Linked DNA regions of Sus scrofa: region 1 is linked to region 2. A link is a contact called in public Hi-C data. All regions are on one chromosome and are shown on one strand. The core of a region is the stretch at or near the end of the contact, and the rest is flanking DNA. Distances in the headings are between cores, read along the strand shown.

Region 1 (2,792 bases), core at 58-2,557, 280 kb before region 2:
CAGGCAAAGCCGTAACAGATGCGCAACAGATTTAAAAAAAAAAAAGTGCAACATCTGGAACCAAAAAACAGTGGAAGGTGGCAGTCTGTTTGCAAACCTCTGCCCACAGGCAGCCAAACAGGAAAACAACCTCAACAAGAAGAACATAAACTGAAGAATGTTGGGACACACACATCATACCACATGCCCTGAGAGGAAACAGCATCTTTCTCCACATCTCAACCAGCCTTAAAAATTACTTAGCCTTGGGAGTTCCCGTTGGGGTGCAGCGGAAACGAATCCGACTAGGAACCATGAGGTTGCGGGTTCGATCCCTGGCCTTGCTGTTAGATGTGGTGTGGGTCGCAGACGCTGCTCGGATCCTGCGTCGCTGTGGCTGTGGTGTAGGCCTGCAGTTGTGGCTCCGATTGGACCCCTGGCCTGGGAACCTCCACGTGCCGCGGGTGAGGCCCTAACAAGCTAAATAAATAAATTACTTAGCCTTTACTTTAGCACTGACGACCCTAACCTTACACTTGTAGGTCTCATTTTTCCTCAACCTACGTGCCACTGCGTCAATTCCAAATCTGTCTCCCTGGCGTCTAACAGCAAAAGTGAAAAACTGAGACGTTGCTGAATATAGTCCCCTGCAGTGTTCAGGTAGTTGAAACAATAATCCCCCGCCTTAGGCTTTGTCGGTATAGCCTTTCTATCCGCCCTTCAGCAGATAACTATGGCAATAACACCCTGGTTAGAGCTGTTTACCCGGGCTAAACCTCCGCTTTCCTGAGTTACTGCTGTACAGACAGGTTAGTTTCTAATCAGCCCGGACCCCAGCTGTGCTCTTCAACTGTAGATACACTTGCCTCTTCGGCGTTTCCCCCTGCAAACCACACGATGCAAACGGGAAGTTAGTGCCAAACCGAGGAGAAGAGTCCCGTACTCAGGACTGCCAGGCCATTTCTGGGCCCTTCTCAGCACTAAGGGGGACGCGAGCGCAGGCTCCCAACCAGGCGACGCAGATAGTACCTGGATGAGCCTCCGCTGAAACAGGGCGCTATGCACGCAACCGGGAACCTTCCCGGGCAGCTCCAGGGAGCCGTTCCCGCTGCGGATCCTCCAGCTTCCCCGCAAACTGAGGGTGAGCGCTGCGGCAGCGGGGCCCGCACTGCACAGTGCCAGCAGCAGGAGCAGGCGGAGGCACATGCCAGTGGCTGGCACCGCAGACACCCGCAGGGCAAGAACCCCCGCGCGGTCGAGGGCTGCGGAAGCCACGGTGCCTTCAGAAGGGCCCAGCTTCGAGGTCTCCCCGCCCTCGGCCCCGGCCACGCCCCCGGCTCTCGGCCCCGCCTCCAGGTCAGCTGAGCTGTGGGGACCGAAGCTGCTCCCCTGGATCCTCTGGCTAGTGGAGGATGCGGAAATCGCGCAGACTGGCGAGGCCGAGCATCGCGGGGGCCAGAGCCGCTGCCATCGTGCGCAGCTCCGGACTCGGACCGCTGCAGTCTGCGCCCTCAACACTGATTCCACCTGCTCTGGGGTCTGAATGGGAAGCGAGAACCGTACACGGTAATTGAGACACACAAATCTCAGGGCGCAAAGTGGCACACAGCTTTGGGGAGCTCAGAGACAGTGGTGTGCAGAGACTACAGGTAGAGAGGCTCCTCACTGCTTCAGAGGACCCAAAACCAAGACACTCCACCACTTTTCTCTCAAATTTCCCCAGACTCCCATCTGTGCTGCAGGGATCTGCCTGGCAAAGGTAACGCCCAAATCAAATCCTTCAGCTCCACGGGTTGGTCTCAGAGCAGAGGCTGTCCTTCAAAGAGTAAACGACTAGAGTTCTCTTGTGGCGCAGCGGTAAAGGATCCGGCATTGTCATTGCAGCAGCTTGGGCCGCTGCTTGGGTCACTGCTGTGGCCTGGGTTCGATCCCTGGCCCGGGAGCATACACATGCCGCAGGCTTGGCCAAACAAAAACAAAGTGTAAACAATTACTGGAGTTCCCTGGTGGCCTAGTGGTTAAGGGTCCAATGTTGTCATTCTTGCGACCTGATGTTACAGGTTTGATCCCTGGCCCGGGAACTAGCTTCTACATGCCAAAGGTGTAGCAGGAAAAAAAAGTAAGCAATTATTAAAAGTACCTAATTTGCACGGTTTTGGTGAAGGCTGAGAAAATTCATGTATAGCATGCAACATAGGGCCCAGCCCAGAGAAAGCACAGCATGCTTGCCTCATGTTAGTGGACTACAACCTCCTGATTTATAAAGCTCCATAGAAGAGGTTCCTGAGGTTCCAGAAACCTGTACTTAATGCACAGGCAAATTTAAAATCCCACTCTGGCGATATGGGATCCTTGGCCTCCTGGGAGCGCTGGGTCGCAGGTTCCATTTCTGGCCAAGCAGGCACAGGAGACGGTGTTGCCACAGCTGTGGCTTAGGTTGAAACTACGGCTGGGATCTGATACCTGGCCGGGGAACTCCATATGCCCCAGGCCAGCCAAAAATAGGTGGAAGAAAAAAAAATCCTCTGCCAATCACTAACTGTGGGACTTAGGCAAGCCACAAAATCTCTTACACCTCCATTCCCTGAACTCAAAAATAGAGACAGTACTCTTTTTTCTTTTTGTTATAAGCATAAAATTAATTAACACACTTGGGTGTTTCCTAATAATGCCAAGGTACCCAAGAAACACCACACATTTTTTTCAAGTCTCCTAGTGGCACTTGAGTGCCATTTTTGCCTTAAGATGTAACTGTGATTTGGGAAGTTAAGAGGGAATTTCATACTGCATAAAATAGACCTATTTCTTTGTTG
Region 2 (3,241 bases), core at 228-2,727:
CCGCAGGATGCGCCCATCAGCCCAGCCCGGCGTCCCACGCTCCTTCCTTTGCCGGCCCACTGCCCTCGTGGTTCATCGGCGCTCCGAGCCTTATCTGGTTCCCTCATTTTCTCTCACCCCACATTTCCCCTAATAAAACCCAGGCGTGTTTAACTCTGTCTTGGAGTCAGCTTCTCAGAGGGCCCCGGACTAACAATGCGTCCCAGAACTGACTCCAGCGACGAGTTTACGACTTCACCGATGTTCTTGTGTTGACGGGGAAGCTGGTCTTTCACAGTGCCTGACCTACTCTGATGAAATGAATTTTTACTTTTTTTTTTTCCCATATACGAGTATATATTTTCACTTAAAACAGGGTAAGCATTGAGAAATGTATTCAATAACTTAGGAAGTAAGAGACCCCCCCCCATTAATCTTCCCTCCCCCAATCTTGAGTATGTTGTATTAAAAAGTTATTTTACGCTACTGTTATTAGTGACTTTTGGCCCATGGCACTGTGGAGGCAAATGCCAAAGGTTTCCCTGGGAATCTTTGACACCCTGAGAAGCACTTACTAAACAACTGCTGAAGCAAAGAGCAGTCCTTTTACTCACTCTGAAAACCTCCCCCTAGCTGTCCTCTCTGTCTTTCTGGGACCAGATTTTGGAGCCAAAGCCTTACTACTAGATAAAACTGCAGAATCACACTAAAATGGATTTACTTGAAAAAACGAGTGCAATCATTTGGTGAGATGAGGAAACTTTCAGTAAATACAATGTGAAAACCAGACAAGATAGACTTCTTACTCTAAATTTTGGAATCAAAGTGTTATTTTTTTATTTTTTTTTTTGCTTTTTTAGGGCCGCACCTGTGACATATGGAGGTTCCAGGCTAGGGGATGAATCAGAGCTACAGCCGCCAGCCTATACCACAGCCACAGCAATCCCAGATCCAAACTGAGTCTGCTACCTACACCACAGCTCATAGCAATGCCGGATCCTTAACCCACTGATTGAGGCCAGGGATCGAACCTGCAACCTCATGGTTCTTAGTCGGATTCGTTTCTGTTGCACCTTGACCGTAACTCCCAAGGTGTTAATTTTTGATTAGCAGAGACACAAACAGAGTTTTCAGAAACTCTATCTTCATTAGCCAGGAAAAAAACCCCCATTTACAGACACTATAAAATCCTCTCTTCTTTGGCAACTCTGAGTTTCAAACCTGTTAAAAACCCATCCCTATCCTGATTCTTACTAAAATTATCTTGAAAAGTAATGCGCAGAACAAAGTAATAGATATCTGACAATTAAACCTCTTCTTTTCCCAGTTCCAAGTTTCACTTAAAACATAAATATCTTACTTTAGAGCGGCAAAGTGATGGCGTCCTCCAAATCACACTGCACTGCGCACAACAAACTTAAGACCTTTGTGCAGAAGGAAGTCATGTACCCAATAATGCATCCTGGGATTTGTAGTTAAGACTGCTCCAGTTTTTAGAAAAGGGCACGCACATGCACATACTTTATATGTTATATGCTGCCATCTAGTGGGGCTAAGGTAGAACTGTTAACTCCAAGTACTTAGTGAAAAGTGGAAAAGCATCTTATTGCTCTCTTAGAATGTGGAAATCATTTTCTTCACCAAATTTACCTAAACCCTTCTCTTTTATTTGCAATGACTATATGCAGCTCTGGGGACATTCACGATTGGACGAGCCAGACATTTCATGTGGAAGTTAGCAACAAAACAGAAAGAATCTGGGTCATCGAAGGTACTGGAGCTTTTCTTCCTGGCCCTTGACCTGGATTGTTTTGAGGGACGGAAACAAAAATCCTCGTGTGTTTTTAAGATATGGTTATTTTGTCATACACAGTCTGACACTAATACATATTTAGTGGCAGAATGCAGGCATCCTGGGTGTACCATGTGGGGTATATCTAGGAAACTTCAAAGTACCTGTTGAGTAAGGGCAAAAAAATCAAGTTTGACTCTAAGAGAACAAGAAATATCAGAATGAAAAGGACGAACTGGATCATGTGAACCTTCTCTATGAGGCTTAGTAACTCATACTTCATCAAGTGTGTAATTGAGCCCAGTGATTGTTCAGGCTCTTTTGTGCATGTGCTATTTAAGTAGGCCCACTCAGCACCCACCCACCTCTCTCTACCCTGCCTTTTATTTTGTAAAGCCTGGGAAAAAAACTCTCAAATTCCTAGCCTTCTTTGCTGCTAGAGCTGGCCAATGAAATGTGGGCTGAAATCTCAGAGGGCTTCTCTCTTGGATAGAAAGGTAAGGCTTCTCTGAAAGGCTTTTGACTTTGACCTTACCTTCTTTTCCTGTGTAAGGCAATACAAGGCCTAGGGACATGGCAGCCGTGTTGTGACTTTGGTGTGAGGTCAGAAGCATACATTAAAGACAACAGGGTGAGAGAAAGCACAGGGTTCCTTGAAGACAGCTCCAAGATAACAGCCTTAGGCTAACTCCTCTGGACTTCTTATATGTGAAAAACAAACTTTAGATCATATTTTTGTTCTTGGAGCTAAGAGTATTTATAATGATCACAGTGGCTCAGAACAAAGACTGTGGAGTCAAAACTGTGCTACTTTCCCTCACTAGCTAAGTAAATCACTTAACTCTACAAACCTCAGTTTTCTCATCTGTAAAATAATTACAGCACCTACCTCAGGGATATTGTGAGGAGGAAGGACTTGGCATGTTAAACCATCAGCACAATGTTACTTGTACTTAGTAAATGTTAATTGTGATTAACAAACATTAAAAATCAATTATAATAGATGGCAAATATCACCCTTAATTTTTTAAAACTCTAACCTAGTTTCTGCATATTTCTTTGGTAATTGAACCTCCTTTTCTCACTGTAGTTTCTAGTGTTGAGTCTAATTATCTGTAACCACATAACCTCCTTGCTTTATTATCAATGCCTTTTCTTTGACTTTTGAGGGTTTTTGGAATAGATATTTTATGAACACAAGAGTTCTCTTATCAAGGCCAACTCTGATTCTTTTTTTTTTTTTTGTCTTTTGTTGTTGTTGTTGCTATTTTTTGGGCCGCTCCCGCGGCATATGGCGGTTCCCAGGCTAGGGGTTGAATCGGAGCTGTAGCCACCGGCCTAGCCAGGGCAGCAACGCGGGATCCGAGCCACGTCTGCAACCTACACAACAGCTCACGGCAACGCCGGATCGTTAACCGACTGAGCAAGGGCAGGGACCGAACCCGCAACCTCATGGTTCCTAGTCGGATT

What was found. A called contact is a pair of places that touch in the nucleus more often than the background predicts.
Region 1: a contact with region 2 is called in a Hi-C map of fetal liver, with 2.2 times the contacts expected there. The contact joins the promoter of MANBA here to the promoter of BDH2 in region 2. A contact is called at or near these places in 2 of 5 promoter capture datasets (fetal liver and liver), 5 of 47 Hi-C or Micro-C datasets (fetal liver, liver, omental adipose tissue and 2 more) and 2 of 2 datasets of contacts at active chromatin or transcription factors (alveolar macrophages and skeletal muscle).

What each region holds. Positions count from the first base shown.
Region 1 is chr8:118,249,637-118,252,428 of Sscrofa11.1, reverse strand. It overlaps MANBA (beta-mannosidase), which reads right to left and starts at 1,307. Exons shown (of 18, transcript XM_003129294.6): 1 at 1,009-1,307. The coding sequence starts at 1,185.
Region 2 is chr8:117,968,149-117,971,389 of Sscrofa11.1, reverse strand. It overlaps BDH2 (3-hydroxybutyrate dehydrogenase type 2), which reads right to left and starts at 1,477. Exons shown (of 10, transcript XM_003129285.5): 1 at 1,340-1,477.